2 separate regions of the Mus musculus genome follow, and region 1 is linked to region 2. Evidence: chromatin contacts called from public Hi-C data. All regions are on one chromosome and are shown on one strand. The core of a region is the stretch at or near the end of the contact, and the rest is flanking DNA. Distances in the headings are between cores, read along the strand shown. Region 1 overlaps Nrp1 (neuropilin 1). Region 2 overlaps Pard3 (par-3 family cell polarity regulator).

Region 1 (5,238 bases), core at 2,360-4,859, 1.2 Mb before region 2:
CATGGCCTGACAAGATACAATGAGATGGCACAAAGCTTTATATTGAGACTGAGCGAGGCCACCCACTGGGAGGAAAAGGGTTCCAAAAACAGGCAGAAGAGTCAGAGGTACCCCACTTCACTCACTTTTAGACTCCCACAAAACACCCAGCTACATAGCCATGATGTATATGCAGAGGATCTAGTTTAGACACATATAGGGTCAGTGGTTGCCGTTTCAGTCTCTGATCCCTGGTGAGCCCTGCTTAGGTGATTCTGTGGGCAGCTGACACAAGGTTTTGAGACAGGATCTCTCATTTATTCTAGACTGGGTTTGAGCTCTCCATGTAGATGGGGTGACCTTGAACTTCTGATCCTCCAATTTCTATATCTTGAGTGCTGGGATTATAGGGGTGTACCACCACATTTTTATTATTCAGTTCTCAGGATTGAATTGCAGCTTCTTGAGTGCTAGAGAAACAATGTGTCAAATGAACTACACCCCCAGCACTTAAGTGGTTTAAATATAGATAAAATTGAGAGTTGAATAAAGCCAAGTTATATTTAAGACCCCAAAAGTAACTTCCATTTAGCTGGAGGGCTTGAATCATGGCAGACTTCCAAGTGATTTGAGGAGATTGAGTCTGCTTCAAATAAACCATGCCTGTGACATTAAGACATAATTTAGTCAACAATAAGAAAGTTCTCAAGTTGTCAGGATTGGGGCACTGGTGGCTTCCATAGGGGATGTTGGTTTCCCATCAGGATCACTTCATGACTAGCAGCCCTGCAGTTTACACCTCTGATGTGGTAACAGGGTTTCAAGAAAAGAAGTGTGATTGGCTCTGGTCCAAATGAGGGGCAGAGATGCCAAGCCACTGGAAGGGGCATAAGGAGTGGGAAGCTGCTGTCTATCCTGGTGATTCATTTTCTTGTTGAAGCTGCCAGAAGGCAGTATGTGTTTGTTCCCAGCCTAGAGGAAATGAGGTACTGGCTGTTTTACCCATCATTTCAGGGACCATTTCTTTGTGGAGATCTCCATTCAGGTACCATTACCATGTGGAGATGAGACCTTATTTTTAGCTTTTGAAACGTGGTCCCTTGTATCCTGGGTTGACCTTGAACTTGTTTGTAGCTAAGGATGACCTTGAAGTCCTGATCCTCTTACCTCTACCTCACTCTTACTGGAATTACAAGTGAGTACCACCAAACCTGGCTTCAGACCTTCTTTTTATGGAACAAACAAACAAACAAACACTATTGGGTGCCTTTATCTGACCATGAAATTTTTATTACCTCATCTGCTTGAAAGAAAGGCCCTCAACAACAAAATTAGAAATCACGAAGGAAACATTAAGCGGAAACCAGTCTTTAATGTCATTAGAATTTAGCTGCTATGTATGATCTATACCTTAACTAAAGGAACTGGCTTTTCAGACCACGGGTTCCTCATTTCGCTGGACAAGTTCTGGAGTGCCAGCATTTTCTATACTTCTACAGTGCTTCCAAATCTTCATGCCAGCATCATACTATGCCAGTGGCTCTTTCTCTTGAAGTAGCCCCATTTAGGACCCTCATAGGTTATGAGGGTAAAATGGCCACACAGCTCACCTGAGTGAAATTTTATTTATTCTATATTTATTCATTTAGGCAGGGTCTCATGTAGCCCAGCCTGGCCTTGGAACTCACTATATAGCTGAGGACAGATTCAGACTTCCTCTCAAGAACTGGGATTATATGTGTGAGCCATCATGTTTAGCTTTGAGTGAGGTTTTGAACTTGCTTAATGATTAGGGTTCTTTGTGTTCAGCCTTCCCTTAGTTTTGAAGGTTTAGAAGTGACCAGAAGATGAGATGCCAAGACAAATGGCTGAGTGTGGTGACAGATTAACACAGGTGGACATAGGTCATCAAACATCTTGTTAACGCTGCCTGGATCATTACAAAATGTACATGTATATTCAAATATCACATCATGTCCCCAAAATATGTACAATTGTCATCTGCCATCAAACATAAAATTCAAGTGACAGCTCTCATCTCCCACATAGGCTGTTAGTAGCAGGGCAATTTGTGGAGGCCCTGACAGACAATGTCCTGAAAGGAAGTGACAGGTGTCATAGAGGGAAGTAAGACCAAATGCATCCTGGATGTACCCTGTGACCTCTCTGAACCTTGGGGTTCTCTTTTGTAAGAGTAAATAATGAGGTTATTAAAACTTGGTATTATAGTGTTGCATATTAAAATAAACACTGCTGAGGCTGGGGCTTGGAGCACTGGGAAGGTGAAAAGATTAGATGTTCACTGTCATTCTTGTTTACATAGCTAATTCAAAGCCAGTCAGGGATACATGAGACCTTGCCTCAAAAAAAAAAGGAAGAAAGAAAGAAAGAAAGAAAGAAAGAAAGAAAGAAAGAAAGAAAGAGGGAAAGGGAAAGGAAAGGAAAGAAAAGAAAAGAAAAGAAAAGAAAAGGAAAGAAAAGAAAAAAAAAAGCCTAGCGTTCTCAATTAAAAAGAAACCTATAACATCATGGGAGTCCCTCTACTCTTTCCCTTCCTCCTCTGAACCCCTCCTCCATGGGGGCTGTTGGTTTGATGTTTTCATGTGTCACTGGGTGGTAAGAAGCCTCCTGGCTCACAGGCCTCGATGCCAAGTTTGACTTCTGTTGAGGGCTCTTTCATTCAGGTTTCTCAGTTGCTGAGTTGCTTAAGATTCCTAAGTACATAAACTTTAGGAGGGAAAAAAAATCTCATTTTTGCCAGAACTGCTCTTTAATGAAGTACAGAGCCTTATAATTTGGACTGGGAAGCAGAAATACAAACTGGAAACACTAGGCAATGTCTTTGATTTGCACAGATAGTTTGTTCAGCCTCAGTGTGGCAATAAGTTACCAAGACACATGGGAAAGAGGACGGTAAATAATTTTCATGTTTAAATTAAATGTTTCCATCTTTATGATGTTTTAACTCACAAATTTGGAGAGTATTATACAATGATTTATTGAACAAAAAGAAATGTTTAATCAAACTACCAACTGGGGAGAAGAAAAGAGTGTAAGCTTCCATGTTTGAAGCCTCAAGTAGTCCCTGCATTGCCCTAGAACTATGTCTAGGGGGCTGGGGCTGGGGCTGGGGCTGGGGCTGGGGCTGGGGCTGGGGCTGGGGCTGGGGCTGGGGCTGGGGCTGGGGCTGGGGCTGGGGCTGCTACTAGGTTGGCAAAATGCTTACCTAAAATGCATGAAGTCCTATTTTTAACACTCTAAACTTGGCATACAAGTGTTATCACCTCTGAGGTGGAAGCAGGAGGATCAGAAATTCAAGGTTGCAGAGTGAGTATGAGGCTAGCCTGGGCTACATGAGCCAGCTGCCTCAAAAAACAAAAAAACAAAAAAACCAAACAACAAGAAAGTAAAATAAAGAAAATATATCTAGATTAATTCTGATAGACAGCTTGGTTGGATGCATCATGTTTTCTGGAAATGTCCTTGAATGTCAGTAGAATTTAATTTCAGTAAAGTGAGTACCTGGTTTTGTCTCCTTTCTAGGTAAAGATCTAAAAACACACACAGAGAGTAGGGAGTTTTCTGTACCCTTGATTAAGTCCTGGGATGTGGTTTCAGTAGCCAAGAAAGGAGGAAGTAGAGAAAACATGACTCACTGCCCCAAGCAGTATGGTACTGCCCCATGTTCCAGAGCTCTTAGGCCTGGGGTTTTCTGCCATTGGAGTTGGTGGGGGAGGGGTAAGTTTGTTGTGACAAGCTTTCTAAAGGAACCATTTAACATGTTCTGGCCCCACACTTTTTGTCCTTTTTGAGGGGAGGGGTGTCATGTCATAATTTTTTCTATTGTTTTGCTCCCCAAAGGAATAGGCATTTCATTTCCCCAAGGTTTACCAAATAGACAGCTGTAACACGATGCTGTTTCCCCTTTCCCCTATATTTAATATATAATTAGTATGTAAACGTATACATTCCCTACCTGCTTCTTACAGAAGCAAAGCTCACCAGTAGTAACCGGTAATATCACAAATCAACTTCACCACACAGATATAAAAACTGATATAATTTGGGTGGAAAAAATGTTCACTTGGAGGCCAATTCTGCCTCTTTCAGCTCTGAAGCCCTGCTTTCAGATTCCTACTGTTGGAAAGGGTCTCCTTGTTCTCTGCCTAGTGTAAGGTTATTTTTGAAAAGATAATTTAAATATTAGAAGGTACTAGAAAGTGGGCTAAACCCCAACATCTTTAATAAGAACAGAGCTAATGGAATAATAGCCATCAGGTTTGGGATTTTTATGAAAACGTTTAATTCAACTGCTTCTTTGGAATGTGTAGTTTCGAGATTAAGTTACAGTTCATTCTAGGTGGTTTTTATGCTACTCAGAGAATACAAATGTCATTTCAAGTTAAGGCTTCGCTGTTCATTTTGAAACAATTTACAAGTGTCATACATATCATCATAGAAAATAAAAATTTCTGTAAAAAAAATTTGCACAAAATTTTATGAGGGTACAAAACATGAAGCAATAATATACCAGAAAATGAGACATCTTACTACGGAAAGTCTTATAGATTTCAATAAAGAAAAAATATGTTATTTTACACCTTTAAAAATTACGAAACAATCTAAAACAATATAAACTGAACATTTTGTAACACTGCCTTTACAAATTAATAACTTTATAAACATATAACTTTTAAATATATTTATCAGTGCAAGGTACTTTAAAATTTAAAGTTGCAGTATCATTTTTCCTTGGCTGAGGACACTGGTCAAGTTTGTTGTCTTACAAACAAAGTCTTACTTAATGCTTTCCCCCCAGTATGATTATAACAAGTGAATTGATGCCTCTGGGAATAAAAACATATTCTTTATTTTAGTGATCAATACTTTCCTGGAAAAAAGACATTCTCAATCCCATTAAACCAGGGTGAACAAAAAACATTTGTCCAGGAAGCAGATGTGATCTCTAAGAAACATAACTGAGAGAGACCTACAGCCACACAAGGAAGGGAAAGAACTGGGAGTTCTTATGGACAGCCCATCAAGACAAAAATCTACCAGCCGGAAGCTGCTTTGGGTTAAAATATTTACCTCTTTGTGCTGTTGAGGTGGACGTCTTGCCAGTCCTAAGGTAGGCTTTTTTTTTTTTTTTCTTTATGAGTCATTGGAAGTTTCTAGAAGCATTCATTAAAATTTATCTTTTCAGGGTTTCTGCTGAATGGATTGTTCTAAACATTTGTTTTGATTTTATATACCCCT
Region 2 (5,201 bases), core at 2,130-4,629:
AGAAAAAGCCTATACATTTTCAAAGACAAACAAACAAACAAACCTTGGTGGATAAATATTAGGAGAAACACCTTTTATAAGGAAAAGCCTATACATCTCTGGTGAATGAACTCAGGGAAGTGGTAAGAAAAAAATCACCACAGACATGCCAACAGAAAACTCAAGTCAGTCAGAAAGGGTGAGCATGCCAGGGACTAAACACCAGAGGCCTAAAAAGAGAAGAGTGATTTGGTTTGACGTTCGTATCAAGAATGGTGGAGCTGTGGCCAGCTACAGGCCAGCTCTGTTCTCTCCCTCACATCTGATCACTGAGGTAATTATTAATACCTCCTCACTTAGAACACAAACCACTGAACAAAAAGAGGGGCTGAAAAGTCTACCCACCGTCTTCAGTTGGAATGGCATTGCAGAGAAACCAACGGAGACCACCAATGACAGCATGTTTACTACTTTAGAAAGCTGCGAAGCCATGGTGGCAGAATGAGGTACTAGAGCAATACAAAGCCTATATGATGGCCAAGAGTGGGCATGGATGGGGAAGAAAGCATCAGGAAGAAATGTCTTAAACTAAACATCCCTTACACTGGTGTGGCCCTGAAAGGTTCTGATCTGACTTTTTCTCTCTTCTTCCTCTACAATCCTCACAGCTGGCAACTCTTTTGACCCACCCTTCTCTGTCAAGACTCCACTCTGACTGTAATTCACACCTTGTATGCACACAATTACTGCACTGGTTTCGGGACAGACACTGGCTCCAGCCTCATCCTCTCCAACATATTCTATGCTATCCCTGGGCAGATCTTTCTACAGTATGTGCTGGATCATGCCACGCCCGTGTTGGCCAGGAGAACATCTAGACAGCCACGCTGACTGCATATCACACCTCTTTCTACTTCCACTGGCTTTTCCCGAGTCCAATTTCCAAGTCATATCTACTGAAAAAAACCTTGCCATTTGTGAGGAATCAAAGCCACTCAACTGCCACTCTCTCTCAGGGGAAGCCCCCAGGTCCCAGTATGCCATGCTTTCTGTTACTGTGGTATTCTAGCTTTTAACTCAAACTTTAGTTTTCAGAGTTGTTATCTGTACCATGGCACTAAAGACTAGATACGGTCACCATTCACCTTTAACCCCCAGCAATCAGCACAGTGGCCCACCCCAATGTGGGCACCTTCCTTGAGTATGTTTTGTTCCTTGTTTCAAAAGGTTTGGGAATCCTGGAACGTGAAGAGAACTCTCTTGTAAGTTTTAAAGTTGCTAAGGGGGTGGTGCAAAGGGTCTTAAGACAAACCTGAGCACAAACGTCAGGACTGTGTTTTCAGATTTTACTAAAAGACATACATACTCACTCATGTCATACCTACAGCTTACAATGCCTATGGCAAATGTGATTTCTTGTAATTACATCTAAAAATGGTGGATCAATTCTCCACTTAACTCGATTAGGGCATAATTCATACAACAGGGCACTACTGACAGATGATCCTGTTATGGGAGATTATGTCTAAAGAGCCAAAAATCCGCCCTTTTCTATTGTGTCTGAAAAATTCTGCAATGTGCATGTATACAGTGAACTTTGTGGAGCTAATAGGTAAGGAAAGTAAGACAGACATTAACTTCCCACAGTAAAAGTGTCCCTAATGTACCAAGTCAACGGTGGATCCATGCATTAATGTGTGTATAAAGACCTGCAAATTATCACCAGGTGTTTAAGGAAGGCTTAAAATATAGTTTAATCCCCGTGAAACATATCCTTCATTGTATTAATAACATCACACAGGCTCTAACATCTTAGCCATGTTCTACATAACCTTATCTAAAGTTGGGGTTGAGTACACACAGGAGAAAGGTCCTAGAAGTGTATTCTGGGTTTATGGGGAGAGCATATGGGGAAATATCGAATATGAAATGCTTTGCTCTACCATAACACAATGTGGTTGGTCATGATTGCCCATTGAAGTATGTATAGTACACTCTATTTTCATTTGCAACACATTTGGGGATGGTATTTTAAAACACGGCTGTCTTAAACCTTATCTATGCCAGATCACATATACTCGTTTGTAGATTCTAACTACCAAACGTGAAAATTTCCAATCATTTTCAGGGTTGGAGTGGGCTCAGTGGTTAAGAGGTCCTGAGTTCAATTCTCAGGAACCACATGGTGGCTCAAGACCACTATAAGGGCACCTGTTGCCCTCTTTCTGACATGCGAGTATACACACAGCAATGCTCTCGTACAGTCAATTAATAAATCAATAAATGGAAACATAAAGCAGTACTTTCAATCTTATACAACCCAACTTAGAAAGAGAGGAAAACTAAGCTATCAAATCTTCTTTGTTCCATATTTTTGTGGAACCCCCACAAAATGTTAATAATAAATTAGAAAACATCACTTCAAATCTTTTTCACTCCCTGATCAAAGCAATACAAAAATTCTATACACTATAAATACTCAAACAAGATAAAAAATTTTATTTAGGTATTTTGGTCATCATATAAAATTATGCTGAGCATGGGAGCACACGCCTGTTACCCCGGTACAAGGAAGACCGAGGCAGAAGGATCACAGCAGGTCTGAGGCCATCCTGAGTACCTAGATAGCGTGTTCTCAGCCAGTTTAGGCTGCAGAGTGAGATGAACGAATGAATGAATCTGTGGACGGTGCAGATATCATAATGATTTATTAAACCATAAAACAGTAATGACCACTGAGTTTGCTAATGACAAGCAATGATTTATTACAGTTAAGTTAGGACTTCATCTAAAAGATTAGATATGAAAAATAATATAAGGACCCACTATCCCTTTTTTAACATTATAATATAAAGTTTCCACAGAAGAGGCAGCCCCAAACAGTCGCTAGTCTTCAATAGGAAGGACAGCACCTCTTGTCAGAGAAGCAGGTGTGGCTGCTGTGATCAGGGACTCTCCTGTCATGAATGCTTTATGGGCATCAGCAGGTGTGAAAAGTCCCTGGCCTGGGAAATGCATATTAACTTTCAGCTCCCTGGCAAGCTGCTTGTGGGATATACCTCTTCCGGGGGAGGCAGGGAGGGGTATTCTACTATACTTCCCCTGAAGCCAACCACAATTCAACAAGAAGAAATTCCACAGCACCATCCACTCCTGACAGCAGCTTTGTCTCAGAAAACCAACAGCCCACCTTCCCCACAATGCCATGAACACGCAGATTGTTCACCATGACCATGGAGGTGAGGGACGCTCCTGTTACCGGCACAGAAAGACCAGTTACAATCTGGGCCGGTTCTGTGCAGAAACTCCTGACATATTTTGAAAAAAAATCACCAAGTCTCACAATATTGTAAAATACAAAACACTCAACACATAAAATCTTCACATTCCCCTTCTGTGAATCAGATGATCCCAAGGGCTCCCACGTGACATTAAGACTTTTAAAATCACACAGTTTTCAACCCAGAACTTGTGACTTAAAAATAATTCAATTTTGTACTTCAACAACAAGAACTACTACTACTGCTTCTTTTTCCTCCTCCTCTTCTTCCTCCTCCCCTCATCCTCCTCCCCTCCTTCCTTCTTCTCTTCCTCCTCTCCTCTTCCTCTTTCTTCTCCTCCTCTTTTCATCCCCCCTCCTCTCCCTCCTCCTCCTTTTCCTCTTCCTCCTCCTGTTCTTCCTCTTCTCCCTCTTCCTCCTCCTCTTCTCTTGCTCCTCCCTTTCCTCCTTCTCTTCTCTTGCTCCTCCCTTTCCTCCTCCTCCAATACATTTATTCATTCAGGCAAGGGCATATACATATGGAAGACAAAGGCCAACTTGAAGGAATCAGTTTCCTCTTTCTGTCTTCTATGTCCAAGGGACAGCCATATTCAGTGTGTCAGACTTTACATGCTGAGTCATCCCAGCAACCTCAGCTTATCATTCCTTCCAGAAATGATTCCCAAGAGCAACAAAAGCTATTTTTAGGATATTTAACCAGAAACTATAATCCTGGTTTACCCGTCATAAGAAAGTTCAACAGCTACCTTGTAAATAAGGGCAGAGAGCTTATAGTAGTTGTTATCAGTGTAGACCAATTAGATCCTCACTAAAACAGTTAGAAATAAGGAAATGATGGACCCTGTGCCAAATACAATATGGGTTTAATATTCCTTTTGCAAAATGTTTGGAGCTAGTGTTTTAGATACCACCATCGCTACCGCCACTCAGATTTGAGGGTATCTGTGGGAATTGCATACATTGAGGCAACTCGGGGGTGGAAATCAAATACAAATTTCACTTAGTTTTCACAGGTGCCCTGAGAGCTGAAGTGCAGCCTTCTTACCTGTAACTTAGTTTTCTGGTCAGTGGTTGGTGACTGTGTTCCTCTTAGACAAGAAAACCATCTCCAGGAATACATATCAACATGGGCTAGAAACATGGATGGATCCTGTACAAAGAGGGCCTGGCAGAACTAGTGACTCAGGAAGACAATTAAAGGAACCAGATTCCTAGATGTCTCAGGAGTCAGCAGACTGAATTAGAGAGCAGATCTGACATCCAGTGACAAACACTCAAACTCTTAGGCTCTTCTGTTTGGAGCACCTTCCCCAATCATTCCTTATTTTCTTCGGTAGCCCAGAATGCCAGGAAATTTTCTTATGCACTTTTTTTTTCAATGCCAGGGATCGACTCTGGACTTTAACATGCTAGGTAGCGCTCTGCCCCAAAGCCATACATGGTTTGGACACTGGAGGGGAGACTGGAGAGCATCCAACTTATCCTCTGTCTATCTGAAGGAAGAAACCAACCAGACAAGTTCTCTAGGACATGCTAGGCAAGATGTGAGCCAACCGGCAGTCCCTCCGGGAATCCGGCCACTGCACCCCATTCCTCAAGGGTTTCTGAGTAAGAAGAAGACACACATAACTACTTTTCAAATACTTAATAGTTAGCTTACATGATATCCAACAATTCCTAGAGCCCAACCCTCTAAGTTTTCTTTTTAAAGAATTATTTATTTTATGTATATGAGTACACTGTAGCTGTCTTCAGACACACCAGAAGAGGGCATCAAATCTCATTACAGATGGTTGTGAGCCACCATGTGGCTGCTGGAAATTGAACCCAGGACCTCTGGAAGAGCAGTCCGTGCTCTTGACCGCTGAGACATCTCTCCAGCCCCTTCCTAAGTTTTTATACACATGTGTGGCAAAACAACTATGCAGCCCCTACTGAGGAA

The links. A called contact is a pair of places that touch in the nucleus more often than the background predicts.
Region 1: a contact with region 2 is called in a Hi-C map of bone marrow-derived macrophages, with 10 read pairs. The contact joins two enhancer-like sites. A contact is called at or near these places in 15 of 484 Hi-C or Micro-C datasets (the AML12 cell line, the C2C12 cell line, Th17 cells and 11 more), 2 of 115 datasets of contacts at active chromatin or transcription factors (embryonic fibroblasts and regulatory T cells) and 1 of 9 other capture datasets (embryonic stem cells).

The regions. Positions count from the first base shown.
Region 1 is chr8:128,504,497-128,509,734 of GRCm38.p6, reverse strand. Nrp1 (neuropilin 1) reads right to left here. Exons shown (of 17, transcript NM_008737.2): 17 at 4,259-5,238. Among named protein-coding and RNA genes, the nearest start is that of Gm32643, 14 kb to the right of the region's middle. Within about 2 kb of position 3,609, at least 53 of the 459 cell types and tissues checked have an H3K27ac peak or open chromatin away from gene starts, as enhancers often do. A contact at or near this core is called in bone marrow-derived macrophages, where this site is marked.
Region 2 is chr8:127,316,764-127,321,964 of GRCm38.p6, reverse strand. All of the region lies in intron 4 of Pard3 (par-3 family cell polarity regulator), which reads right to left. Among named protein-coding and RNA genes, the nearest start is that of Gm9909, 140 kb to the left of the region's middle. Within about 2 kb of position 3,379, at least 43 of the 459 cell types and tissues checked have an H3K27ac peak or open chromatin away from gene starts, as enhancers often do. A contact at or near this core is called in bone marrow-derived macrophages, where this site is marked.